Regions from separate parts of the Mus musculus genome. Here region 1 is linked to region 2. Evidence: chromatin contacts called from public Hi-C data. All regions are on one chromosome and are shown on one strand. Each heading gives the region's core, a stretch centred on a gene start, on an enhancer-like site or on the middle of the called end of the contact. The rest is flanking DNA. Distances are from core to core; before and after follow the strand shown.

Region 1 (7,354 bases), core at 2,969-5,468, 55 kb after region 2:
CCCTGCCCTAGTTTCTCCCCAGGTATGTCTGGATCTCTTATTAAAATTTCCCTTTCTTGTTGTCACACAACCAGCTCAGAACAGCACGTCCCTCCCTGGCACTGGGTTCTTCTGGTTTCATTGTCTTTGCAGAACTAACAATGCTCTTTACCAAATTCTCTATTTGTATTCTGAGCCTGTGGGGTAGATGATTTTGCCATACACTTCCAGGTATATGTATATTCTATATATCTATATAATAGGAGGGGTGGAACACACACACACACACACACACACTCCCTCCAGTACCCAAGAATATATATATGCCTGGGCATAACGTGTAGGCAAAAATATTCAGGGACAGCCAAATGACTATTTTAATGTTTCTTTGTCCCTGTGGAACCATTCAACTATTTATTTAGTGGCTTGATGCTGTTGGCATCAACAACTTTGCCTTATAGGCTGTTTTTCATGTTTATGATTCTTACTGTGAAAAAAATAGCTTGCCTAACATCTGTTCTGAATTTGTTTTGGGTTTTTTTCTTTATTTTTATTTATCTATTCCCGATTGAATTAAATTTGCGCCAAGGACACTCACTTGAATTGGAATCTTCTGTGTCCTTCAGGATTTCTACACACTTCAATACATCTCTTAATTACTCTTTTTTTTTTTTATTGTTATGAGATACACATACATACCCCGCTCACACAGGCAGATTGGCTTGCAGCTTACCTCTGCCTGTCCCCCTCTGGGGAATACGTTTTATTAACTGAATAAATTAAGTGGGCGGATAGACTCAATAGAGGAGGGAGGTTTATCATTATAGGTTTTGTTTCAGATATTTTTTCCCTTGCTGCCCAATTCTCTCCTGTAGCCATCTCTCTGTTTTTGGAGAAAGATTTACTATAACTTAATATAGTCATAACTCACCAGGACGGGGGTTGGGGGGAGGGGATACTTCATCTTTCAGATGAAGATTCTGAGGGCTGGAGCCGGGAGGCTATCTTCCTGCTTACATCCGGAAACGATGGAGAAGAGGGGCCTCTGAGCCACAGACTCAGAAGTAGATCGTTGCCTGGACCTGTGACTCCTGGCAGACAAGCTTAGGGCCTTTTGGGAAACACAGGAAGCCCCCACCCCCACCCCGGGGAACCCAGACACTATACCATTGCAGTGGTCCCTTTCTCATAGAGCAAGCCCCACCCATGTTGCTGTGGGTGTGGTTGGGGTGGGGGTGGCTAGGAAAGCATGTAGAAGGCGGCATGAGCTTGAGAAAGAACAGGGCAAACCATAATGAGGTTTCCTCTTCTTGAGGCCTACCCTGGTGGATCCATGATTCTCTGACCTTTTCTGGGATGGCTTCGTATGAGACTCCAGACCCCATTAGCCTCCCTGTTGTCACTAATGCTTAGAAACCTACCTAGCGACCAACATGCATATTCCTAGCAGTCAGCAGGACTGTTCTCAAGAAGGGTGAAAACCTGCTTTAATCTAACACTTGGGATGTTGACCAGACATAGAGACAGTGGCCTAGATTCTGAAGGGTTTACCCAGTGTCTCCAAACAGATCCAAAAGCAATGCCCCCTGCCACCAACCCTCTGCTCACCATCCTTGCTCAAAGTGGGACGGGCACCCACTTTGTGTCCTTGACTCTTCAGGCTTGTGCACTGATCTTCCAGTGATAAAAGATAGCAGGGATGGCTGTCCTATCTCCACAATGCTCCCCATTGGCCCTTCTTTAGAATTGTCTGCTCAATAGTGATGTCCCTGTCTGTGTGTAGCACTGAGATGACAGTGGTGGCAGAGGCCACCATTCCTCCCCTCAACAGAGTTTCACTGCTGTCTCTGCTCAAAGAAAGTTATCATCTGGTTTGGAAGGGAAACACAGACACTGCCTGTGTTCTGAATAGAATTGCACCCCCCCCACACACACACACACACTCATGTGTTTAAATATTTGGCCATAGGGAGTGACATGTCCTTCTGGAGGAAGTATGTCACTGTGGGAGTAGGCTTTAAGGTCTCATATGTCCAAGCCACTCCCAGTGTGGCTTGCAGTCTTCTTCTGCTGCCTGCAGATCAAGATGTAGAACTCTCAGTTCCTTCCCCAGCACCATGTCTGCCTGTGTGTTGCCGTGCTTCCCACCAGGATGAGGGTGGTCTAAACTTCTGAAACTGTAAGCCAGCCCCAGTGGAATGTTTTCCTTTACAAGAGTTACCTTGGTCGTGGTGTCTCTTCAGAGCAATAGAACCCTAACTAAGACACTGTCCAAGGTGCATGAGAGATCTTGGTAGGAAATGATAGTACTCCCAAAACAGAGCAGGAATGGAACATGGGGTTCAGGCTGCGAGCACTAAAGCTTTTGGGGGGAGTTGGCACTTGACTGTGGCCTTGTGGGAAGCATAAGGAACAAAAGGGAAGGTGAACTCTACTTGGTAAGAACCATCAGGGAAAGTCTTGAAGACAGGAGCGGTGGGGAAGGATGCAGAAAGCTGCTGTTAAAGGAGACAGAGATGGTCCACAGCTCATCACACAATAGAGTCCTGGCTTCTAGGCTCAGGATGCTGGTGATTGTCTTTACTCAAAGCTATGGAGTTGTTTAAAGCAGGTCTTGCAGGCTGTACTCCTGACTGACGATGAGACGGGCTTGGGGGATGGCATGTCTGCGAGGATACCTACCTGTCTGCGATGGGAGGAAGACAGGAGCTGTCAGGGTCCTCTCCAGACAGGACAAAATGGTCAGACACATCTACTGTCAGTGGATGCTGGCTTTCAGGTGTCAATGCTTCCTATAGCTGAAGGAATAGCACTAGCTGTCTCTGCAGTAGATGGCAGACCATTCCCTGAGGAGACCTCTGGGAAACCCATCTCAGGATCTCCACAGCATGGAAACTGGTTGAGATGATATTTTGGCAGAAGCCTTGGCTTGAGGTCAAAGGTGGTTTGAGGATTCTATGCATCCAACTCCCCACAGTGACACTTTGTCCCTCTCGATCTAAGACTGTATGCTAGCCCCAGAGAGGAGTTACACAAGCTAGGAAGACAGTCAGGGGGTCAGTAGAAAGGGTGTCCCTTTAACTGACAACTATGTTGTTAGAACATGAGTCTTATTGTTGGACCTAGCAACTCAGAGAACAAGAGTGGTAAGTAATTCTTTTGGCTCACCAGATGCTGTAAAGGAATCCATGAACTTTGGTAGGAAAACAGAAGGGCTCTGGTTAAAGGCCAAGGAACTGGCACTTGTTTCAAATAATGGAAACCCATCAGAGCTTACAGAGAGTGCAGTGACATACTCACCTTCTGTCCCCTGAAGGTAGGTTTGGCCTTCGTGGGAATTGGCCTTGTAGAAACAGATGCCCACCCCCACCCAACCACCCACCACCCTGCTGAGAGCCACTGCAAGTAAAAGCAGCAAAGCTCAAATACAGTTGGCATGAGGGTTAGAAAGTGATTCCAGTACCTTCCACTTGTAATATGGAAATTATAGCTTCTCTCTAGCACTGAGGGGCTGCCATACCAAGAGGAGCAGCTAGCCCAGGGGCCATTAACCCAGGGGAAGCTGCTAACCCAGGGTAGCTGTGAGTCCAGGAGTCGCTGCTTAAGCCAAATGTCCAAGAGCAGCTAACTCTCATTAACTTTCTCTGGACTTCTTGGAATTTGTGAGTCGCATTCATTGCCAGAGCACACGGCCACCTTTTCCCGTGGGGCTTCCTGATATTTCTGTATCTGGCCAAGGTGAGGTGGAGGCCCTGACAGCGACTGCCGTGTAGCATCTTTTACTGCTAGGAAGTAAGGCGGCTGTTGCCAAGGCATGGATTTGTTAGATACCTGGTGTCTAGTGGTGCATGGCAGGTCCTGTCAATCATGCACATGTTCAGATCCCTTCTGCTGATGTGGGGGTGTCAGGCCTTTATCGGGAACCTGCTCATCCCCTCATGGGCACCCATAAGTTCATTTCTCATAGTCAGGGGCCATCACCGTTCACTGTCCACACTAATAGCAGCTTCATTGCTGACCAACTTCCTGCTGACCTTCACCATGACCTCAAAGTAGACATGATTTGTTCAAGGTAGCAGAGCTATTAATTACAAACAAGGCCTGGATCTGAGTCCCCAAGGCTCCAGTGCCCAAAGACACAGCACTGTCACCTCAGCCCTGACCCCTGACAGCCTCAGTAGGCCAACCCAGCAACACCCCACTTCCTACTTCTTCCAAAAAGTCACGAACACACTTCAAAATCCTGAGACATTAAAGAAACAACGACTGAGAAAAGGGGAAGTGGCCACAATTCTCTGCTTCAGATACACACCCAGTATATTTTTCTCCAGACTTGCAAGAATTTGTCAGCTGGGTGCCTGGCAGAGTATGTGCTCAATAAACACTTCTTGAATGTACTAATTAATGCTGGAGTTGACTGTTATTTATTAACAGGCCCACAGTGCTATTTTTACAAGGCACACTTCCATCTAGTTGTGGAGCCTGGGCCTTTCCATATGACTTTGAGTGACATGTCCCCACTGCTATCCCGTGAACAGCCCCATAGTTTGGTCACCTCTACCAGAGGTAGGCCTTCTGGAACAAGGCCAGGCAGCCCCCAGGCTAATGCTAACAGTCTTGCTTGTCATGATTCCCAGAAAGAAGGCACCAGTGCTATTTTGGTTAGACTGGTCAGTGGTGGTTTTGTGTGTGTGTGTGTGTTTTAAGAGAAAAATAAAAGAAAACCACCAATTAAGCAAGTCAAATAAGTGTTATTTTTAACTGCACAATACTTCATTGGTTCGCCTACATTTTCTCTTCAACCAGGTGCTTTGGGGTTGAATAAGCACATTATTATGTGCATAAATAAATATAAATGAATAATTGGTTATGAATTTCTTGCCCCTATAGTAGTCAACGTGCAACTTGGATTAGCGGGGAGTGAGCCCTCACCTCCTTCATTAGGCTGGAAAGGAGTTTCTGGTCCATTAAGCAAGAATCTGTTCTCCAACTGCACCTTTAAAAGACACAGTTAGCTGAGGGGGGGGAACGATACAGACAATATGGCTGGAATCTGCCTGGCCCCTTTGCACACCTGCTTGCTCTGGATTTCACAGACCAGGCTAGTCTGGGGAGAAAGGGAAGGTTGGCCATCTTGGAGAGACGGACACCTCTGAGGCAGGGTCAGACGGTCCTTGTCTTGGGCAAGTCTTAGTTTCCTGTTCTAGAAGTGAGTAGGATGGCTTCCTCTTCCATTTTCTTCAAAACTTAATGTGGTGGTGGAACTAGTGTAGGAGGCTCAGAGCCAGGCAGGAAGCAAGCACCAGTGCTAATGACTGTGACCACAAAGGTTCTGAGGAAGACCCACAACCTAGCCACACATCACTGACCAGTTTCATGGTTTGGGACGTTTCTTTGCACCCTATTGGCTTCACTTTCAAGAATCGTATTTCCTTCTAAATTAATAGGATTGATAGGATTAAATCAATAGGGAATTATAATAATCACCTAGATTTTACTCCCAGGTTTCAGCTGCAACATAGTCTGAAGAGTTTGTGTCTAAAACTGTCCCCCACAACAGGTGACAGGTGAGCATGGCTCCCACCTGCTGAGCACACCACCTCAGGGAGCAGGAAACAGGGGGCAGGAAAATACATACCATTCATTCTGTTTCCTTTTGCTATCACCAAACACTTCAGACTGAATGAGTTATAAAGAAGAAAGGTTTCTCCAACTCACAATACTGGAGGCAGAGAGGCTCTGACCAGATGCACATGGACATTCCACGCAGAGTCCTAAGATGATACAAAACACCACATGGTGAAAAGAGTTCACCCTGGAGATGGTGTACCAAAGTGGCCTTTATAACGGATCTGCTCTCAGTGTCACCCATTAACCCATCTATTCTTAGCCTTTGTGGTCTAATTAGCCCCTGAAGGGCCTGCCTGTATACACCTCTGAAGGCATCCCTCCCGATGAAGATTAAATACAGGGAAGGTTTTTGTGGAGACATTTAAACCAAAGTGCATACTAAAAAAAACACAGAGAGCAGATTTCTGAACTCCGTAGGGTGGGAGGGCGGCTTCCCCAGGAGAAGTGGTAAGCAGACTCATGTGGTAGAGCCATTCCAGACTCCAGAAAGGAAGGCCGCAACTCTGGAAGTAAAATACATTTTTCTCTATTTAAGATCTTGCCAGGAGCTCCTCAAACTACAGATGAGCATTTTTATAAGCATAAATTCACAAGATTACACAATTTACATGTAAAATGGGGCCAGTTTCCTCCCGAGGTTCATAAAGCAGCTCTGAGGCAATTCTAAAGGAATTGTTGCAAAATTGGTTTTAGCATTAGTAATATTACTAGAAAAATATGGAAAGACTCCCGTGGCGGCTCCTTCCACCAGAATATACAAGTATTATTTTGCTTTTTAAAAAAAAATTCAAAGGGTGTACAAAATTATTTTGATCATAAGAAACTCAATACAAATATCTTGCCAAAATATGAGTGTCTCCCAGAGTCTAACTAGTTTTCTTTTACATCTAAGGATTTGGGGAAATACAAATGGGCATTGTCCTCTGTTCATAGATCAGGGCGGGGTCCCAGTCTGTTCATTGTCCATGGCATCAGAATCCCCAGGGAGCTTGTTAAAATAAGAGGTGACTGGTCCCACTCCTGCCCAAGACTAGGGCCTGGTAGGCCTGGGTGGGGCCCATCTTTCTTTGAATGCTCCGTTCTTGGTTTTAGCCAGCTGCTAAGGTTCTCAGTGCTGTTGTGGGAGGGTGGCCCCATGTTCTTGCATCAGAATCTGAGAGCAAGTATTTATTGTAGGTTTCTGGGGCCCACCCAAGCTTGGTAGAACAGGCTTGGCTGGGAACAGGGCAATGTCTTTAAACTTCATCAAGCTCCTGAATGACTTGTAAGAAATTATCTTAAGTTTGAAAGAATTATAGATGCATGGGAATTTGCAAATAAATAAACAAGAAAAATGCACAGGGAGGTCCAGTGTCTTTTTTTCCTAGTTTACACCTTGGCGATCTACAACACATGCAGGTAAAACTATAACTAGCTATCAAAACCAGCAGGTGGAACTCAGTTCATGCACAGGGATTATTCAGATTTTATGCAATTATATTGCACATATGGGTGTGTATGCATAGAATATGTATGTATGTGTGTGTGTCTCTCTCTCTGCCAATACTGTAGTTTCAACTGCTATAGTCAAGTTGCTGGTATACTCATTTCTCTTGCTTCTTTCTTCAAAAAAAAATCAGTTATTCTTAATCTTTTGTCTTTCCATACAAATTTGAGAGTAAGTTTGTCTTTGCTTACATTAATTCGTGTAAGGAAATTACATTAATTCGGGAGGAAAGGCATCACATCTGCAGGTGGTTTAAGG
Region 2 (6,413 bases), core at 1,997-4,496:
GGTATAAACCATCCTATCTACCTGCTAATAGGTATTTCTAGAAGCATTGCTCACCTCTTCCCAGGGTTCCTCTGAGGTGATCTAGAGAGGCGCTTGCAGAGTGCTAAGGAGGTACCACACACTTTCTTTGCTCGGGGCTAGTCTGGCCTTGAGTGTTCCCTGAGGACGCCTCTTTTTGCCTCTGTCTTGCTTTTCTGTCAGAGACAGCCAAGCTTAGCACTGAGCAGCTGGGAACCTTCCACTGAGAAGCAAGGCACCTCTTCTCCACACATGCAGTTTTTAAACACAGGAATATGGAGGAAATACCACGGAATTTATGGAGGAAAAGCTTTAAAAAGAAACACAAGACTTAAGTCAAAACAGTTGACTCAACTTTGGGGAGATGTCTGCCTCAGGGTAGGAGGGGAAGGAGACGGAGTGTGGAGACAAGAGAAAAGCTCTGTGGGGTGCCTACTATGTGGTCTCAGTGCCCCTGACCCCCACCCCCAGCTCTCAGAATCAGGGGCCAGGAAGCCACGCTGCTCAGAGGTAACAGGGGCCAGGAAGCCACGCTGCTCAGAGAGGTAACACTTGCCTTTTCATCCAGCTATCCCACTTCTAAGAGATCCTGTAAAGTCAAGAAACTGGAAATGTGAATGACACTCTACAGAGGGTTGGCTAGTTGACTCCCCCAGTAACCATGGAATAGATCCATAAGTAGCTACGGATACCTTGCTCTGGATGTAGAAGTGACACACATCACAGAAGTGCAGACTTGAATACATCACAGTAGGTAAAATGGCATGGATATAAGAATTTTTTCCCACATGGAAAAAAATATTGATATATTAGGGGCAGTACTTTAATATGACAACAGAATGTCCCTACATTGCTTCATGAACTTCAAAAGTCTAATAAATCCTTGTTTATGTTACTTTCCTGCTGAAAATCCTTTAGGTCACTTATTTCTGACCCTACCGCTTCATCTTGGCTAGCTTGCTTCTCTTAGTCCTTGGTTATTATCTCTGTCCCGCAGCAGATAGAGAAAGGGTGTGGCTGTCTGTCTCAGTTTTCTATTGCTGTGATAAAGTACCATGGCCAAAAGAAACTTGGGGAGGAAAGGTTTATTTCATCTTGGAGTGCGCAGTCCATCATCCAGGGACGTCAAGCCAGGAACCAGAGGCAGGAACTGATGCAGAGATCATGGAAGAGTGTTGCATACTGGTTTGTTCTCCATGGCTTGCTTGTTCAGCCTGCTTTCTTATAGAACCCAAGAGTGTCTGGCCAGCATCACCCACAGTGAGCTGGGCCCTTCCACATCAATCTCCAATCAAGACCAGTTTTCCTATAGGCCAGTCCTTCGGAGACATTTTTTTTTTAAATTAAGAATTCCTCTTCCCCAATATGTTTTGGTTTGTGTCAAGCTGAAAGAAACCTACCAGGACACCATCTCTCCATAGCATTTGCAGTTTCTACAGATCGCACGTCACCTAGGGATACCTCCACACTTATTGTTATCCTTCGGGTGTGAGCAGCCCCTCAGAAAACTGGGTATCTCTGGCTGACCACTTGCATTCCATAACAATGGCAATGAGCATCTGGGGTCACATCAGGGGTGAGCGTACGTCATCCATAGGGTGATATAACAGACACATTCAGGACGGAATGGATGACCTGGCTTATACCACGACAAAACTATGTGACCTTATTCTAGTCCCTCTCCCTTTCTGGGGTTCTGTTTCCCTCTCTATAAATAACACTTTGCCACGATCAACATTTCTCAGAGCAAGTTCCTTAGAGTACTCCATCCGAGCTGTGTTAATAAATGCCCCTGAAGGAGGATTCTGTGGTCAAAGGCACTTGGGCTATGCTGCTGGCCACATCCCACTCAACATTCCCAGGGCATATCAGCAACTTCATAGCTCTGAATGGAGCTGCAGTAAATAAACTTACTGATTAATGTTTAGACCAGCCTTTCTCACACTTATCTCACCTTGGACGCCTTAGGGAGCACTGTGTGTGTGTGTGTGTATACACAAGTATATATGTTGTTTTTTCCACAGTGTTGCTCTGGCATGTGCACTGAATTCAGTCACATCTGAGGTTGTTCCTTCCCTGAGCATGGCCATAAACCTGCCGTTGCTCCAGTAGCACTAGCTGTCACTCTGCATGGTAGCTCCTTAATTTGAGCAGACTATCTGACCCTGTGGAGGAGAAGCCTACTCTGAGAGAGGAGAAAGAAAGATGGGGGGGGGTAGTTGAGGAAAAGAACAAGGCTCGTGGGTCTTACCGTAGTACTTAAAGCGCAGAAAGGTTTTCCCACCTCCAGGCCTCCACCCATGCTCTCTTTCTGCTTCTCCTGCAGCTCTCTACAGGACAAACTGCTTTCTCACAGGCAAATCTCAGTGATGGCTTTCCTCCCTAGAGTCTTCCCCACTATACCTCCTAGCAGGCCATCCCACAGGCTGTCCCCGAAGCTCCGTTTTGAGAACCTTCACAGCACTGTTCTGCACTGGTAATTATTCCTTCGTTTGTAGACTGTATATCCATCTGCAAAGAATCTTCTCCAGGGTTGGGGGCCAGCATCATTTGTGAGTATGGCGGATGCTGACCCCATATACACTCTATGAATGGCCGAATAACGTCATGGTGGGTGTTTTCCTGCTCACCCAACCTTTTTATCTGTCTTCAGGATGAAACACGCTGATGAATAAGCAAATAAAATCATCCAGTGTCTTTCATCAAATTAGACCAGAAGCTAGAACAGTCAACCCACACACGACTACGAGTGAGCTTTTACACAACCAACAACTCATGCTGAGAGCGCTCACCCGAGGTAAGATCTGTGGTCTGCACCAATACTGTGAGCATGCCTCTCCTCTCAGTCAGGAGCTTGCATCCTATAACCAATGCACTGGGAGGTGGTTGGCTACAAAGCAGATGATGCTGTCCACCTGGCCCCCAGAATCCATGGAACATTCAGAGTGCCCTGGCCTGTGTCACCACTGAAGTACAGATCGACAAAGGTGTAGAGAGGCAAATCTTGCAGGAGGTCTTTCTCTGAGGACGGCGTATTTGAGAAGCAGTCAATGGTTAACAACCATTTTGCTTCATGATGACCATGAGGCCCGCCTGTCTGCTCCTGTTTCTGGGGAAGCTAACATAAATGTTTATTGACAACACAGTCATCAAGAAAATAAAGTTGCTGATTCATTGCCCTGAAGCCCTTTGTTTCTCCCTCTGCTTCCTTCCTCTTTATAAAGAAAGGCACACTCTAAGAAAGAGCACTTTTGGGGGACTCACTTGATGGGATGTTCAGCTGACTACCTACTTCTTTCTCCACCACCTATATACAGATCAGGACTCCTATAAGGGCAGGAGAGCAGCACCCTCTTTCCTCCTGAGGACCACCCCTCCGGGGTCTCCGAGGAAAAATGGAAGTGTTGGGGCTTCTCAAGTTTGAAGTCAGTGGTACCATAGTGACTGTGACTCTGCTCGTGGCTCTCTTGGCCCTCCTGAAATGGTAAGTGTGGCCAACCACAGGGACTGCGACACTACAAATGTCAGCCCAGGAGCCTGTGGTGCCAGGTGGGGTATGCGGGCGTGTGTTTTTCTTCTTGTCTAATCTAGAGGGAGTTGAGTATTAACACGGCTTCGGAATTAAAAGCAAACAGCCAGGTTAATTTTTTGCTAAAATGCATGAGATTCAAGTGTCAGGAAATGCTGGAGACTCTGTGACTGGGAACGCTACACACAATTAAGTCTGAAAGAAATGGAAAAAGAAGCGGATTGGAAAGGCATCGGGGATGGCTAGAAGGGCTTTCTCCAACCCTGACGTACCTGCTCACCTTGTTTTTTGAAATCATTTCATGTTGAGTTTGCAACGAATTCAGCCTCTTGGCTCACATCAAGTTAAAGACATGGAAGCTCTTCGGCAAACAAACTTTACTGGGGACAGAGATGCCTGCAGGGTTAAGGACAAAGTGGTAGAATAAATTTCCCAATTTTCTAATATGTGGTAGAAGGGGATGGGTGCCAAATTAAGAGCCAGGTGTGGTGACAATGAAGCTGGGGACCCAGAAGGAATCTTAAACTTGTGCTACATACACTGTTGCTCTTTGTGTGTTTGTTAGTTCAACAACAGACCTTGTGTTTTAAAAGCTGGCCCCAATGGTGACTGTGAAGGACAGACCTCACAATGAGCTATATTTGTGTTTACCCAGCGGGGTCCTTACCTTTCCTGGAGATACCCATGGATTCCCAAACACTTGGATTTAGGTTGTCTCTGGGTTTTGAGGGGAAAGTGGAAAAAAAAAAGAAGAGCTGGAAGAGAGTTTCAATTTATGTTTCTAGTGGTAATAAAGCCACCCGTAGATTAATAGCTGGGAAGGCACTTTGAAAAACATCAAGCATTATGCAAATGTGAGGTATTATTCTTTTGGAATTTGCATAGCTGAAAGTGGAATGTGCGTTTGATGTTCTCTGATGATGATATGACTTATTGGAAATTGGCTCTGAAGCCCAGCATCGGGCCCAGTGCTCTTTTGGTTTTTAACTGGTTTGGTTATTTTTTTGAACTTTTCTGTCTCAGCATAGCTGATCTGGCATTGAAACCAGCCACGTGTGAAAACAAGAGCAAAGGGTAGTCCCTTGCCCCCGTCCCTAACAACCCACTTCAATGTGTTCTCAGTCTCTGTGGAATCCAAAACAAAGTATGTGGCATGCAGTAGGTGCATAATAGATGTCTACCACTATAATTTTCTCCTACTAAAAGCAGAGGAAAGCGTGATTGTGGGTGGGGAGGGATAAGACGAACACATGGGTAGTGTGTGCAAAGGCCTAGGTTTAAACCCCCACACTGAAAACGAGCCATCTTCAGTGGTTTGCTTTATGTGTCTTCTCACTTTTTATTAATGTTCTGGTTATGGGCTAGGGCTATAGCTCAGGTGGTAGAGAACTTGCCTGCATGCACGAAGCCCTGGGGTGGATCCCTAGTACCATACACACTGGGTTTAGTGACATTAATCTGTATGTAATCCCAGAACTGGGGCGGGGAGGAGGAGGGAATGCGTGGTAAGGGCAGGAAGATGAGAAGTTCAAGATCACTCTTAACCAACCCAGACTATATAAGATCTTGTCTCAGAGAGAGAGAGAGAGAGAGAGAGAGAGAGAGAGAGAGAGAGAGAGAGAGAGAGAGAGAGAGAGAGGAAAAAATGAAAAAAAGAAAGAAAGAAAAGAAATGCTTATCAATATTACTTTCTCTTCATCAGCCTATGTTCTGTGACGTTCAACGCCTTAGGCACCCGAGTCTTCCAGGTGGTCCTGCAGCATCAGTACCCCCTTATATGCATTTCTACATTGCCTCTCTGTGTCTTTTTCATTTCTGAATTCTTAACTCTCAGCTCTGCGCCTGACGTCTAGCAAGGCCTCAATAAATGTTTGATGAGCCACTGAGTGGGCTCGCACACGTTACCACTGCTCTGATCATGGAGAGGGCCCGTGTCTTGCCTGATAAGCTGCATAGCCGGGTGTTCCCAATCAGCTTTCCGCAGAGACTCATGGACATGCCACCCGGCAAGGCAGCTGTGCATGTGTAATCTACTCCCAGACCCTATTAATAACTGGGTTCAAAGACACCGAGTGAGGAGAGAGAGGCTCGGAGCACAGGTGGTGACTAGGAAGTAACAGTTAGCTTCCATTTGTTATCACAGAAATATTTATCGACTTGTTAATGTGTGCCAGCACGGTGGGAGGCCCGAGTATAAGGTCAGGGAACAGGAGATTTGGATCAAATGAGCCAGGGACGGGGAGACATGGCTGTGGTGGGGGTGGAGTGAGGCATGAGCTCAGTGCCTTCCAAGGTAAGGGGAGGAAGCATCGGTGAGTGCGGCCGCAGTCATGGTACCCTTATATGTGTGCCTCCATCCAGCTTAATAACAGCCATGATTGGGCTCCTTATGTTCCTATTCCAGGCAAGACTTAGGCAGCCATTAGAAGCAGCCCCAGCTTGGCTTTGGTAGGGCTTCCCACCCTCAGGCTACATCTCCTGTGTGGGAGGGGCTGTGTCTCTAGTGGAGGGGGCCAAAGGCCATGAATCTGAGGTATAGAGAGACCACCACAGTCATCTTAGATCCAAGAGTGTTTGTAGAGAGTCTCTGCGGAAAGCTGATTGGGAACACCCGGCTACGCAGCTTATCAGGCAAGACGCGGGCCCTCTCCATGATCAGAGTGTCCTACTGGGCTGTCTTCCGGGGGTGGCTTGCCTTTTGGTATCTGGCACAAAATGTCGTCATCTATAAAGTTCACAGTTGAGAACTATGCAATTCTGTTACAAAAGAAAACCACACACACACACACACACACACACACACACACACACACAAAACCCTCGTGTTTTAAGTGAGTTTAATGTTTTTCTGTTGGGCTGAAGTCAC

The links. Hi-C and Micro-C count contacts between places; a contact is called where the count stands out from the background.
Region 1: a contact with region 2 is called in a Hi-C map of the HPC-7 cell line, with 3 times the contacts expected there. The contact joins the enhancer-like site here to the promoter of Tbxas1 in region 2. A contact is called at or near these places in 1 of 39 promoter capture datasets (macrophages), 7 of 484 Hi-C or Micro-C datasets (ECoMG-derived neutrophils, the HPC-7 cell line, the N1E-115 cell line and 4 more), 10 of 115 datasets of contacts at active chromatin or transcription factors (the HPC-7 cell line, acute myeloid leukemia, bone marrow-derived macrophages and 5 more) and 3 of 9 other capture datasets (adipose tissue, liver and pancreatic islet).

The regions. Positions count from the first base shown.
Region 1 is chr6:38,969,828-38,977,181 of GRCm38.p6, forward strand. The region is part of intron 3 of Tbxas1 (thromboxane A synthase 1, platelet); the gene reads left to right. Among named protein-coding and RNA genes, the nearest start is that of Gm52859, 7.6 kb to the left of the region's middle. Within about 2 kb of position 4,219, at least 80 of the 459 cell types and tissues checked have an H3K27ac peak or open chromatin away from gene starts, as enhancers often do. A contact at or near this core is called in ECoMG-derived neutrophils, the HPC-7 cell line, acute myeloid leukemia and 5 more, where this site is marked.
Region 2 is chr6:38,915,740-38,922,152 of GRCm38.p6, forward strand. Tbxas1 (thromboxane A synthase 1, platelet) reads left to right here and starts at 3,247. Exons shown (of 13, transcript NM_011539.3): 1 at 3,247-3,502. The coding sequence starts at 3,414.